4 separate regions of the Sus scrofa genome follow, and all the other regions are linked to region 1. A link is a contact called in public Hi-C and HiChIP or PLAC-seq data. All regions are on one chromosome and are shown on one strand. The core of a region is the stretch at or near the end of the contact, and the rest is flanking DNA. Distances in the headings are between cores, read along the strand shown. Region 1 holds the start of CITED2 (cbp/p300-interacting transactivator 2). Region 2 overlaps TXLNB (beta-taxilin). Region 3 has its middle 88 kb from the start of CITED2. Region 4 holds the start of TXLNB (beta-taxilin).

The links. Hi-C and Micro-C count contacts between places; a contact is called where the count stands out from the background. HiChIP or PLAC-seq counts read pairs in DNA pulled down with a chosen protein or histone mark.
Region 2: a contact with region 1 is called in an H3K27ac HiChIP or PLAC-seq map of alveolar macrophages. The contact joins the enhancer-like site here to the promoter of CITED2 in region 1. A contact is called at or near these places in 1 of 5 promoter capture datasets (liver), 31 of 47 Hi-C or Micro-C datasets (adipose tissue, alveolar macrophages, blood and 16 more) and 2 of 2 datasets of contacts at active chromatin or transcription factors (alveolar macrophages and skeletal muscle).
Region 3: an H3K27ac HiChIP or PLAC-seq map of skeletal muscle shows a contact between it and region 1. The contact joins the enhancer-like site here to the promoter of CITED2 in region 1. A contact is called at or near these places in 6 of 47 Hi-C or Micro-C datasets (embryonic fibroblasts, fibroblasts, omental adipose tissue and 2 more) and 1 of 2 datasets of contacts at active chromatin or transcription factors (skeletal muscle).
Region 4: a contact with region 1 is called in a Hi-C map of skeletal muscle, with 5 times the contacts expected there. The contact joins the promoter of TXLNB here to the promoter of CITED2 in region 1. A contact is called at or near these places in 3 of 47 Hi-C or Micro-C datasets (blood and skeletal muscle) and 1 of 2 datasets of contacts at active chromatin or transcription factors (skeletal muscle).

What each region holds. Positions count from the first base shown.
Region 1 is chr1:25,154,006-25,157,317 of Sscrofa11.1, reverse strand. CITED2 (cbp/p300-interacting transactivator 2) reads right to left here and starts at 1,666. Exons shown (of 2, transcript XM_001925774.5): 1 at 1,410-1,666; 2 at 1-947. The coding sequence starts at 939. The coding sequence ends at 118.
Region 2 is chr1:25,279,090-25,282,401 of Sscrofa11.1, reverse strand. TXLNB (beta-taxilin) reads right to left here. Exons shown (of 9, transcript XM_021087298.1): 8 at 1,389-1,484; 9 at 1-258. Among named protein-coding and RNA genes, the nearest start is that of TXLNB, 52 kb to the right of the region's middle. Within about 2 kb of position 1,656, at least 6 of the 83 cell types and tissues checked have an H3K27ac peak or open chromatin away from gene starts, as enhancers often do. A contact at or near this core is called in alveolar macrophages and retroperitoneal adipose tissue, where this site is marked.
Region 3 is chr1:25,066,193-25,069,504 of Sscrofa11.1, reverse strand. No RefSeq gene overlaps it. Among named protein-coding and RNA genes, the nearest start is that of CITED2, 88 kb to the left of the region's middle. Within about 2 kb of position 1,599, at least 32 of the 83 cell types and tissues checked have an H3K27ac peak or open chromatin away from gene starts, as enhancers often do. A contact at or near this core is called in omental adipose tissue and skeletal muscle, where this site is marked.
Region 4 is chr1:25,226,752-25,230,063 of Sscrofa11.1, reverse strand. TXLNB (beta-taxilin) reads right to left here and starts at 1,462. Exons shown (of 9, transcript XM_021087298.1): 1 at 1,327-1,462.

The DNA.
Region 1 (3,312 bases), core at 417-2,916:
CAAGTTCTCAAACCTTTCACGATCTGAAAAGTGAGATACTGTGTCTAAGGGAATGTTTTTTAATTCACGCCGAAGAAGTTGGGGGATTTGATTTCTTTCTCCGAGATTTTGATCGAGTCAACAGCTTACTCTACTGGGCTGCTGTTTGCACACGAAGTCCGTCATAAAATCAAACTCGTTTTGCCCCAGCCAGAGTTCAGGCAGCTCCTTGATGCGGTCCAAACCCATTTCTATCACTAAGGACATAAGCACTTCCTCGTCGATGAAATCAGTGTCTATGACATTGGGCGGCAGCATTGCAGCAGGGACGTGGGCCACAGAGGCGGGCATGTTGCTGCTGCTGCCGCTGCCGCTGCCGCCGCCGCTATTGCTGCTGCCCGCGCCGCCGCCAGAAGTGCCCGCGGAGCCGCCGGGGGTGCTGCTGCCGCCGGAGCCGCCGGGGGTGCTGCTGCCGCTGCTGTGCTTGGGGTTGCAATCTCGGAAGTGCTGGTTTGTCCCGTTCATCTGGTGGCCTGCAGCAGGGTGCAAATCCGGCATGTAGTGGTTGTGGGGGTAGGGGTGATGGTTGAAATACTGGTTGTTGAGCTTCTGCAGCTGCATGCTGGCCGGCAGGGAGCCTCCCTGACTGGCCACGGGGGGGGCCATGAACTGGGAGTTGTTAAACCTGGCCGCGGGGGCCAGCGCGCTCGGGGGGTGCCCTCCGTTCACAGTCCCCGGCCCCATCGCGTGCCTGATGCCGCTTGTGGCATTCATGTTGCCCGCGCCGTAGTGTATGTGCTCGCCCATTAGGGCGTTAAAGGTGTGTTGGGGCTGCTGCTGCTGGTGGTGATGGGGGCTTGGGAACTGCCCCATACCCATGCGGTGGGCAGGGTGGTGGTGCAGCCCATTGGTGCCGTCGGGGAAGCGCCCGTGGTTCATGGCCATCATATGGTCTGCCATTTCCAGTCCTGAAAGTGAAAAAAGCAGACGCTAAGACCGTAGCCACACGTGTCGCCCACCACAGCGCAGCCCACCTTTTCTCGCCTTTGCCCCCCTCCCAAGACTCCCTAGACACACTTCGGTTGCGATCATCCCGAGGATCCCACCAGGAGCCTGTGCACCCGGGTTCACCACCAAGACAGACCTGCCATCTACAACAGAGCCGCGCGCTGCACAAACATCCCTTTCCCCTGCGATCGGGCGGGGGGACCCAAGCCCACACCCCCCTTTGCTCCCCGATGTCGCCTAATAAAGGAAGTGCCCCGTAGCCCTGCCGCGAACTTCAGGCATTAAATCAGCCCTCCTCATCCTGTTGTTGCACATCCTGTTGTTATTCCCCAGCTCCGCCTCACGCTCTTCCTCCGGGCAAACCCAGCCCTCGTCGGACTGGGTTGGCAGAAGCCCCAGCCAGCTTCTCTCGCCGCGCTTACCTTCCGTCCTTGCGATTTCTGCTCTGAAGACCGAGGGCGGGATCGTTGGGTCCAGGACCGGCTCAGCAGCACATAGAGGTGGCCTTTCCGGTGTGCAAGGCGCTCGCTGTCTCGAAGTCTGCGCCGAGGTCTTGCAGCGGCTGCTGGGGCAGGACCGGAGCCGTTCCCTTTTATTTCCCCTCTGCTGCCTCACAGCTCGCTAGATCGCTAGACCGCCCGGCAGCTGCCAACAATGAGCTGTGTTTCTTAGGGCTTTGGCCACAGTCAATATAAGGGATTTCAGAAAGGGCGGAGCGAGAGCCTCCCGGGGGGGCGGAGGGAAAATGCGGATTCCGGCACTTTGAGCACCCCGGACTGGGTCTGGCAACCGAGTTCCCCCTCGGCCGGAGGCACGTGCGCAGAGGCTGCGGTCCCAGGCACCGCCCCGCGGCCCCCGGATCCTGGTTTCCTCCACAAACACTGAGCCAGCACGGCGGCCCCCGGCACAGAGAAAAAAATCTTCCCTTGACTCTCAGCCTAGAGGTAGCGCCTGTCCGGAAAGAAGCGAGGAAAACTCATCGCCCCCCTCTGGCCGGATTCCCCAACCCCCAGCTCACCTACCGATCTGAGCTGCTTTTTACTGGAAAAGGGGATTCAATGCAGCGCCCACGCCGTCCATAGTGCCTTTTTGCCTCCCTGAGCTTACCAAAGCTTACCCAGGCTGCAAAGAATGGTTGTGTTTACCCCAGTGCGTTTTTAAGCCCTAGGCAAAGAATGTCCCCTCCCCTGTGCACGCTTTCCTGGGTTTTGCCTTTGTGTTTCTATTTGGGCATTAGGTGACCTGATCTAGATATTCTGCGTGTAGGTGAATCTCCCCCCCCCCCCCCCCCCCGCTCCCCCGCCTCAAGGACAGAGGCTGGGGGCGGGGACCGGCAGCCCGCTGCAGCTGCAGGTGGACTGAGCGCGCTAGCGCTCGGCTGCCTCCGCTCCAGCGGCCGGGAATCCTGTCCGCGTTTTGGGGCCCACTCGCCGCTCCCGGGTACGTGTGCTTCTGCTAAGTTTGCGTTTGCAGCTCTTGGTAGCTTTGGCATCCGAGCTGAGGCGTCTCTCCTCTGTAAACAAACTCAGCGATCCTCGTCCCTAGATCCACCTTTTTGCACATACAGTTTCTTGCTTCTGCTGTTGCCCTTGATCCGGGAGATGGGGGTGTGTGCAAACTTGCACAGCCTCCCTCTGGGTTCTGCCAGACGGTTTGGGGTTGCTTTAGAAGTGAACGGGTTTGTAATTAAGAAATTCGAGGGCTGAGTAAGGCTGCTGTTGCTGGAAAAGGAAAACAGATAGATAACATGGTAATCGCTTTGTAAATAAAGTCGTTCTGGAGGTGGGCACGTAGCTGCACGTCCCGTATGGCACCGCGAGCATACACACTGCTGGGACTATTCCTTTCCAGTGAAATTTCTCAGTGGGGCAATAGGTGATAATAATAACCTTGCTTCCCAGAACGCGGCACAACTAGCCTGGTCGTCCATTTGGCTCATTGACTTGCAAATAAAAGCCCTAACACCGGTCTGGGCCACTACCCAGTCAGAGCTCTCTTGCTTTCTCAAATGGGGAAGCCGAGTTGTTTCCCCAACACCACGATGAGGCTGCTCCGAGCTTTTATATTGCTCTTTATGTGGTAAAAGCGAGTTTAGCGCTCCGAATAAGGACTTCTGTTCAGAGTTGTTTCTTCATAACTCGATAGCCATTGAAGACTTCCTGCTGTGAAGAGCAAGTCCCCCCCCCACTACCACCCTTTTTTCCCCTCCCTTCTTGCTCACAGGACTTTTTAAGGCCCTATTTCTAGAGGACTGGAAATTCTGATATATTTCCCCTTTCAAGAATTTGCAAAAGAGAGAAAAACCTGATTATTTGAATCTATTAG
Region 2 (3,312 bases), core at 407-2,906, 130 kb before region 1:
GGCCGCAGCCAGATTCTGCACGGCATTGTGAACCCTATTGGCTTCCTCTGCAGCGGCATCAACCTCTTCACTCACAAAGGTATTTGACTCTAGCTCCTCGTCTGAGGTGTGCTGACTTTGGTCGTCTTTTTCAGGCATTTTCGCTTCTCTGATTTTCTTGTAGAGTTCATTTCTCTCTTCTTGTAAAGCTCGGCAGAGGTTTTCTAGCCTTCCGATTTTCATCACGAAGCATTCGTATTCTTTAGCTCTCAATGTTTTCTGTGATTTAAACACGCACACGCACATTAAATGACACAAAAAACAAAATGGCAAGGATGCCCTCTGCAATTTATCAGGCTCTGACCGCAAGGGGTTGGCTGGACGGGGACTTGGTCAGGGACATCACTCTTGCCCTGTGTTGGAGTCTTTGGGTAGAATTTTAATTCACATATTCTTTAGGAAAGAAAGATAGTTTCAGTCTGAGGCTTCTAAAATCTTAAAATGTATTTTCTGCTTTTAAGACTTAGAAGGCATAAGCAGAAGCTTGTGGCAAAATGATTGAGATGGACTGGGACTTGGCCGTCAGCAGTGCCTTAACTGTTCAAGAGATAAATTGCTATATGCTAATCAAGCAACTGTTTGATTTATGTTTATGAATAATAAGCACATCTCTTTGGAATTGGTTGCAGTTTGGGATGAATTGTTAGAACAGTAATTATAAGTGGAGAAACTCACCATGCACTCATTCGTGATGCTGCTTAAACTGTTCATTTCTCCTTTTCTCTAGAAATGTTGGTGTGTTAGTGCATGAAATTGTTCCTAATCATCTTACTCCTTCACCCCTGCCTTTGTGCTATTATGTACCTTTTAAGACTTTTTCCCCCACTTGTTTACTGGAGAGATCTTCACCTGTAAGCCCTGCCTCTCAGGTCAAGGGCCATGTATCTTTGCCTTCATAGTCTCAAAACCTCCAGAGCCTGAAAGAATATCAGTATTTAAATGACTGTTGGAGGAATTAAGCAATTTATCTCTGTATCTGTCTATAAAATAACATATACTTTGGGTGCTTGGGCTGGTGTTTTTCTCACTGTGTTTGAATCAACTAATTAATTTACTCTGTGCCTGTTATGCATTAGGCACAAGGGAAATTCAAGCACAGCTAAAACATTCATCTAGCAGGTGTGGTGCTGCTTTGGAATCAACAAGTAGGCATATGACTTAGGGTTAAAATGCTCTTAATGAGTCTTTTGTGGTAATTACTTTTATTGCAATATCATATATAGCACATTCCAGAAAAATTCATCTCTTTTTCAAAGGTACTCATTTGTGCTATTAGGCCATAGTTGCTTTCTGAGTATAAATGTATTGACTAGTCAGGGGAAGAAGAGCAAGGGGAAAAGCTTCCTCACCTCTTCAATCATGTCCAACAGAGCTTTGTTACAGTTCTCAAACCGGGCTTTCCACGTGGCTGTTTCTTTTTCCAGCTTCTTCATTTTCTTAGTGGTCTATAGAAATTAGAATGTTTTAATGTTAATCCTGATTAGTTAATATATCAAAGAAACTGTCGGTGCCATATGTGATGTCAGGAAAAGTTCTTTTGTTACCAGCTACTGAAGGAAACAAAAATTCAATACCAAGGAATGAAGAATGAGTGGAGAGAGTCATGATTTATTTCTGAATCATCTGGGTCAGTGGTGAACAAATTTATTTGCATCAGAGCCAATTCAGGAGAAAGGGAACTACTTAGGGCCTTCCTGTTTTGTCATGCTTTTTCTTTTGTTTAAAATAAAAATAGCTTTATTGAGTCCCAAGAATAAACTTGAAATTTAAGTTATTTACTTTATTGAATAGAAGACTATTAGTGAGAAAGTTGGCCTGGCTTTTTAGCCATTAAAATGTTGATAATATCTGGGCATATCTGAGAAGTGTCCACACAAAGGCAGCTTTCTATTTTCTCAGTCTTTACATTTGTAGAATGCAGTAGGATTTACAGAAAGTGATTACATGCGTTATTCATTTCGTTCTTTTTTTTTTTTTTTTTTTTTTTTTTTTTTTTTTTGTCTTTTGAGGGCTGCACCTGTGGCATATGGAGGTTCCCAGGCTAGGGGTCTAATTGGAGCTGTAGCCGCCGGCTTACACCACAGCCACAGCAATACCAGATCCGAGCCGTGTCTGTGAGCTGCACTACAGCTCACCACAGTGCCAGATCCTTAACCCAGTGAGCGAGGCCAGGGATTGAACCCACAACCTCATGGTTCCTAGTCGATTCATTTCTGCTGTGCCACGATGGGAACTCTCATTTCATTCTTGAAACAATTCCCTAAGGAAAGTTCTGTTTTCACCTCTATAAATGGGGAAACTAAGGCTCAGGAAGGTGGAATAATATTCAGGTGACTCAGCAGAAGAGGGGGCCTGGAGTCCTTTCACTTAAAGCAACATGTATGGAGTGCCTGCTTGTCACCAGGCAGGGGCTAGGTGTAGGGCATACAGAAGTGAATAAAAGGTAGCCTGGCTTTTTCGTGACTGAAACTGTTCCTAGTTAGAGGATCTCCTTTCTTTTTGGATAAAGTGAAGGATAAGGCATGTGTTTATTTAGGTGCATTTACCCTGGATGAGCCACACTTGGGCACTTGCTACTTCGGGCCAGACTGCCTGAGGCTGGGTCTCTCCACTTGGAGGCCAGAGGCTGGCCCCAGGCTGTTGGCCCCTGGGCTCTGTAGAGAAGCTATGTGAGCCTTGGATACTTTTTTATTTTGATAATTTTTAAAATGAAGTTAGTAGTTTATAAACCATTAAAAGTTATCACCTCCTTTAGGAATTTGATGAAATCTATGGGACTACACTTAAACCTAAAGAAATACGCATATCAAATTTTTTTTTTTTGGTAATTCTAAGGTCTTACTGCTAAAAGTCTATGAAGCCTCAGATTAAAAACTCCTGCTGTAATATCTATTTCAGTCTTAAAACTATGTATCTTGGAATAAATAGCATTTTTCCTACCTTAGTATTTATTTCAAATTAAAACTATGATTAAATTTTTAAAAATGGAATTGGAAAGCTGTAACTTTTTTAAAAAAAATCTTTTCTTGTTTTTTTTATGGTAGAAACAGCTTTAAAAAAATGATTTTTTTTTTTTTTTTTGTCTTTTAGGGCTGCACCTGTGGCATATGGAGGTTCCCAGTGTAGGGGGTCCAATCCAAGCTGTAGCTGTCAGCCTATGCCACAGCCACAGAAATGCAGGATCTTTAACCCACTGAGTAAGGCCAGGGATCGAACCCAAGTCCTCATGGATACTAGTCGGGTTCGTTAACTCCTGAGCCACAACTGGAACTC
Region 3 (3,312 bases), core at 350-2,849, 88 kb after region 1:
GTTGCAAAGAAAAGAATAAATTATGGTTAAAATTTGACGACAGTTGTAATAAAATGAAAATCCTTTATATTTATATATTTATTTTACTGAGGTATAGTTCATTTACCACATCATGTTAGTTTCAGGTATACAGCACGGTGGTTCATTTATGTATGTGTGTGTGTTCATATGCCTTATGTTTAAATAACATCTGCAGTTTGCAAAACACTTTCACTTATATCATCTCTTTCGATGGTCTGTAAAGAAATGTACAATCTTAGGAGAAAAGTATTTTATCATGAACTTATATAAAAATGTTACTAGTAACAGTGGTTTTAATTCTAGATAAGCTATTTGTCTTTTATAATACTAAGAAAGAATAGTTATATATCTGACTTTGATCACTTTGTAATTTGGCACACATGCTCACAGGGAGGCAGAAATGCAAAACAAAATTTGTTCTCTTTAATCATATATATTACTTTCCACACTTGGCCTCTGCGAAAAATGATACATCTCAAGCTTATGATGATAAGCATTAATGCTTTGAATTGGAAATTGCAACATACCTCATTAATTGTTTTCACAATTAGAAGCCAGCAATGGATAATTTCTAGTTTAAAAGCCAAGTTATGTTGAAGGAAGTTCAGAGACATGTTGAAGGAATCTGTGGCTATAAGGCCTCGATGCTTATGGAGCTCACAGGAGTAAAAACAGCCAGGTTCTAATAGAATTCTAATTCAGGATTTGCAGAGTCCACACTAATTTGGCACTGTTCTGGGAAAGGCTGCATGGAAAAAGATTTGTTTCTAGAGATTTTCAGGAAAGTAGCCAATTCAAACTTCTCAAGGCTGTGACATCATTCCTGGCTGGTAGCAAGTTCTTTCTGTCATCCTGGGACTTGCTTGAGAATGAAGAATGTCTTCATGCCTCCAGCTTCTGAATTCACATGTATGCTCCCTTCACATACGTTTGTGTACGCATTCACAGATACACACCAGCACCCACGTCTTTAGACCTGCCTTTTGCACCAAGAGTGTCAGCTTATTCACGAGCCTTCAAGTGTCCCAATCAGACCAGTTTAGTCCAGCAATGGAGAAACAGATAGGTAAGATAGACTGATATGTTCCATCAAATTAATTCCTCATTTCACAATTGAAATGTTGACAGGATGTCTGGCCTCTAGTTGCAAGGAGTTCTTGTACTCCGTTCAAGGGCAACCAAAGGAGGGAAGCGGGAGTTCCCTTGTGATGCAGCAGGTTAAAGTTCTGGCATTGTCACTGCAGTGGCTTGGGTCGCTGATGTGATATGGGTTCTATTACTGGCCCAAGAACTTCCATGTGCCCCAGGTGCAGCCAAAAAAAAAAAAAAAAAAAAAAAAGGAAGAAGAAGAAAAGAAAAAAGAAAACTGAGATCCTCCCTTCCACTGTCTTCTATTCTTGAGTCCTGATCCTGCCTACCGAGAAGGGGCCTTTTAGAAAGTTACCCTCATTCAGGTTATACCCTCCCACACCTCCAGGCCCCAGGATGCTTGCTTCTGAGTTCTCAGCAGACTCAAAGCCTTGCCAACAGCAGACAGAGGCATCAGGCTGAGCCCTGGGTGGAGAAAAACCTGGAGTTGCACAATAGTGACCCACTTGGCACAGGGCCTGAGCCATCCTGATGGGCCCCAGGGACTCCTCATCCCAGGCCCCTGGGAGCATCCCTTGGAGAACTCTCACAAATAGTCACCCAGCCACAGCTGGGGGTCGTCAACAGAAACCCATGGAAACAAGGCCCTGCCCTGTGGCATTCTGAGTCAGCCCTGCAGCGTGATTTACCAGCTGCCTGAAAAAAGAAAACACTGCTAGGACCAGGGCCATGAGGTGTAAAGGTGTCGAGTTGAAAAACCAGGGGTGGGTCCAAATCTCCCCCCTCCCCGCCTTTCCTCCCTGAGAAAAGTATCCCAACCTAAAGGTTTCTCTTTAAATTTAAGATATCTCTGTGTGAGAAAAACTACTTTATTACTCAACATTAGTGACACTCACTTTGAACCTTAATTCTGAAAACCACAGAATTTAAAAAATGCTGTAAATAGCTGACATGGGTGTTCTCCCCCTGCTTTCAAAGGAATTGTTTTTGTAATTATGGAGCATGGAGGGGGTGAAGTTGCATTCGACCCCTCCACCCTGGCCCCCTCTCACACAGTAAACAGGAGACTGTAATGAGATATTGCAACTAAAAACATTCATCATATTCAGATGAATTAATAGTGGAAAAGTTTCAGTACATTCCTAATGTTTTTTTAAAATCTTTAGTTAGGTCTCTATTCTAGTTCGGAGGACAAATAAATGCCTGACATAGGGTCTAAGCCAAATTCCAAAATGTAGCAAAAACAGTGCCTGCATATTTGGCAGGAATTGAAACCAGTTCAGGTCAGTGTCTGTTTCTTTCCAAAGAAGAGTTTCTGCATTTACACTGGGCTAGGAAAACATGGGGAACAACAAGTAATATTGTAAGCTCCAGCGCCTGGCTAGCCAAAGGAGAATGTTTAGAGCAAGTCCAGAATTACCATGAGCGCTTAAGCGCCAATTTGGGTTGGCATAAGCTTTTGGGGGGCAGTGAGCAAGAGAAAGAGGGTATGGATTGCATTGTTGCAGCAAAATTGCCTTCTCCCATCTCAGGCTCTCACCTTGCAAATCACCCTCTCTTAGCAAAAGCACATCTTACTTGTTAACTCCTCCTCTGCTTGCTAACCTTTTCAGTCATCCCCCTTCTTCATTTCAGAATGGCCTTCGGAACAAAGCAGCGTTTTAAAGCCTTTCCCACTAAAAGTTCGCCCCTCCCCCCCCTTTAAAGAGGCAGTGTGGAGGTGATTGTCTTTTCTCTCTCTCTCTCTCTTTCTCTCTTTTTTTAAATTTGTTTTTCTGCAGTCTCCTCTTGTGAAGCAGTCATTGTTTAGGGGTTGATGGATATTTCTTCAGAGATACCATCATATCGCTTGTTATTGTAACACTTATTGGTGATAAAGTTCAGACTAAAAATTAAGCAGCTGCAATGTAGCAGCACAAATTAGTTTAATGTAAGCAGTCAGGAGCAGCTGGCTGGCTCAGGACTCGAATTTAGCTGTTGGGGGAAGGGTTCTGTGACGCTGACAGTGTTTTTTTCCTCTACATAAACATTTTTGGCTCTTGCAGCTTTTGTGCTGATCATGTGACAGTGTCCCTAGGCAGATAATTTATTTCTGTGGCTTTCATGAGCAATCATTAACCTTCAGACATCGAGTTTGCTTTTTGCTTTGTGATATTTGTTATTATTATTATTATTATTATTTGTATACTAACTAGTTTAATT
Region 4 (3,312 bases), core at 213-2,712, 73 kb before region 1:
CGTTGCTGTGAGCTGTGGTGTAGGTTGCAGACGTAGCTCGGATCCTGTGTTGCTGTGGCTGTGGCATAGGCTGGCAGCTGTAGCTCCAATTGAACTCCTAGCCTGGGAGCCTCCATATGCCAGGGGTGCAGCCCTAAAAAAAAGACAGAAGACAAAAAAAAAAAAAATTATGACAGAGTCTTAATAATGCACAGGTTTGCTGTTGTGGTGGGATGAACATAAAAACAAAAATATATTGCTCCATGCATTGCACAGCTTCTTCCTTGCCTTCTCAGGGCAGGCACTATCAAATGTTTGAACATTTTCAAGAACGGCAAATTCAGTGTACAGACATTGCCATCCACATGTGGCCCTCACCAAGTTATCATTAACTTCGAAAGAAGTATTTTTTTCTCTCCTCCATTTTAATTCACCACCTTTATTATGAAATGATGCAGTAAACAGCTTCCTTGTCCTCATCACTGGATTCTCTATCCTGACCCCTGCTTGTTGGGCACACTCATCTATATATAACTTGTGTTTCCCCTGAACTTGGAGAAAGACACGGCACCTGCTGTCCAGCCAGAAGTTATTTTAAGCTCTTCTAAAAGGAGCCATGGCCTTTAGCACTTCGTCTTTGAAAGTCAAGGGAAGAGAATACTTTCTAAATCAAATTGAAAACAGTAAACATTTACTGGTTTAGATCCATGTGTGAGTTTTAAAGTGTTAGGGAGGCTTCTGAGAGATAAAATAAAATCCGAAGTAAACCAAACTTCATAGCAATAAATTTAAAACCAACTGTCCATAGAAGTTTTAATGTGGTTAGTCTAAATGCAAGTGTTCTGTCTGTAGATTTGATTTATTCTTCATCAGAGGCCATAATCAGTGATTTTTTTTTTTTGTATTAAGTTCATGGATCTCCTTTAAACTCATACTCCTCATTTACTTTAAAACAGAATAACTGAATCATTGTAAACCATAGGACGACTCAATTCCTAAAAGTAGCCTCAAGACAAATCCACAGGGGTAAAAAACAAGTCAGAGAACTGTTATTTTAAATTGTCTCTTTCTCAATTAATTTTACAGCAAGAAATTACTTCTAAATTTTATCTTCTATAAAGTTTACTGGCCATCTGTGTCTCCCTTGAGAGAAAGTTTTTCACTTGTCCTGGCAGTCCTAGCAGATTACCACACACTTAGCCCTTCCTGAGCAACACATTTAAATGGTAAATAAAACAATGGAAAGTTCTTCAACAGTTCACTAGCAGTCTCAAAGTTGCAAGTTTCAAACACCACAAACCGCACCCTACATCTTACAGGGCTTGTGGGAGTGTTTGTCATACTTACCAGAAGGCCAGGCACTAAGCAGAAAGAGAAAGAAGAGGCAAGAGGCAGCAAAAGCCAGTCAGAGCAGCAGCAACAGCAGGAGACAGGCGTGCTGGCTGTGTTCTTAAAAGGGAGAGAGAAACTAAACACACACACACACACACACATATCAAGGCAGGAGGGGGAAGGGAAGGAACACCCTGTGACACAGCAAAAGAGAAATATACCCAAGCCTCCGTAGCAGTCTTCTGGGCAAATGTCTTAGAAAAGAGAAGCACCTGGGAGATCTTATCAGGTTCCATGATTTGTCGTTTAAAAAACGTAAACTCTCAGTACATAGCCCCTTTGTGAACAAAAATTTTCAGCATTGTTCTTCAGGGCAGAGATCGTTTTTTCTTATTTCTTGGTTTATTTCCAGTATAGCCTATGATTCATCATCTTTTTCCCACCTTCTTATGCTAACTTAATTAGTGTCAAATTTCTTATAGGAATCATGGAAAAAGAAAAACAATGGCATAACAAAAAGGAGATGTTAGAAACACTTTAATTTTGATGTTTGGTTTACTTGTAAAATTTGAAATAAAAATTTAGATGGCTCTTTGGAACTGGGTTTAATTCCATCTTTGTGTATGTGCTAGTTGGTGTGACCTCAGACCCTAGCTCTTACTCAGGTAACTGCCTTCACATCTCAGATATGCCCTGGGGAAAGCAGTTGCTTTTTCTTCTTTAGTTGCAGGCTTTCTAACCTTCCACAGTGGCTTTTCCAAGTCTTTCCCACCTTCTCAAGTCCTCAATCTCTTTCTTAATTCTCCTCAGAAAAATAACTTCTTCTTCATTTACTATAAAATGCCTTTTTCTCTTAACCTACATCCATTCCATTTTCTTCTGTTTCTGGAGATTGTGTTCCCACGCTATTCCAAAGTGGATTCCTCCATCAGAGTTTCTGCTCTTGGGACTGGCTGGGCATATTGATGTCCTTGTGGTAGGCAGATCATGCCACCAGAAAGACTTCCACACCTGATCCCAGGGACCTGCGAATGCATTACTTTACCTGTGAAAGAGACTTGGCAGATCTTGAGATAGGGAGATTATTCAGAATTATTTGGGTGGGTCCCATGTAATCACAAGGGTCCTTACAATTGAAAGAAGGAAGCGGGAGGGTCAGAATCAGAAAAGAAGAGTTGATGATCCAAGCAGAGGTCAGAGTGATGGAGGGCCACAAGCCAAGGGATGTGGGGAATCTCTAGAAGCTAGGAAAGGAAGACGAGGAAGCAGATTGTTCTTAAGATCCTACAGAAGCAATGCAGTTCTGCTGACACCTGATTTTGGCCCAGTGAAACTCATTGTGGATTTCTGAGCTCCAGAACTGTAAAATAATAAATCTGTGTTGCTTTTAAGCCACAAGATTTGTGATTTGTGGTAAATTGTAGTAGTAGCAAAAGGTAACTAAAATATCTCTTACCCAAACTTTTTCCCACCCTTTTCTCTGAGGTCAGGGGAGGCATAAGCTGAATAGATGGATAGATGATTACCCAGTAAGTGGAGGTCGGGATAAAGAAATTCTGGAGAAGGCAGTGAAGCTGTTTACTGCATCATTTGATAACAGAGTGGCGAATTAAAATGGGTGAGAGAAAAAAGTACTTCCTTTATTTTTTTTTTTGGGGGGGGGTCTTTTTTTTTTTTTTTTAGGGCCACCACACCCATAGCATGCGGAGGTTCCCAGGCTAGGGGTCCAATTGGAGCTACAGCTGCTGGCCTATGCCACAGCCACAGCAATGCGGGATGAGAAACACATCTTCGACCAACACCACAACTCATGGCAACGCCCAATCCTTAACCCACTGAGTGAGGCCAGGGATCGAATCTTTGACAACTTCATGGTTCCCAGCCAGATTCATTTCTGCTGCGCCATGACAGGAACTCCAAAAAAGTACTTCCTTTAAAGTTAGTGAGTACTTGATAAGGGCCATAGTGAATGATATTCTGTTTCGGATTGTAGCAAACCAA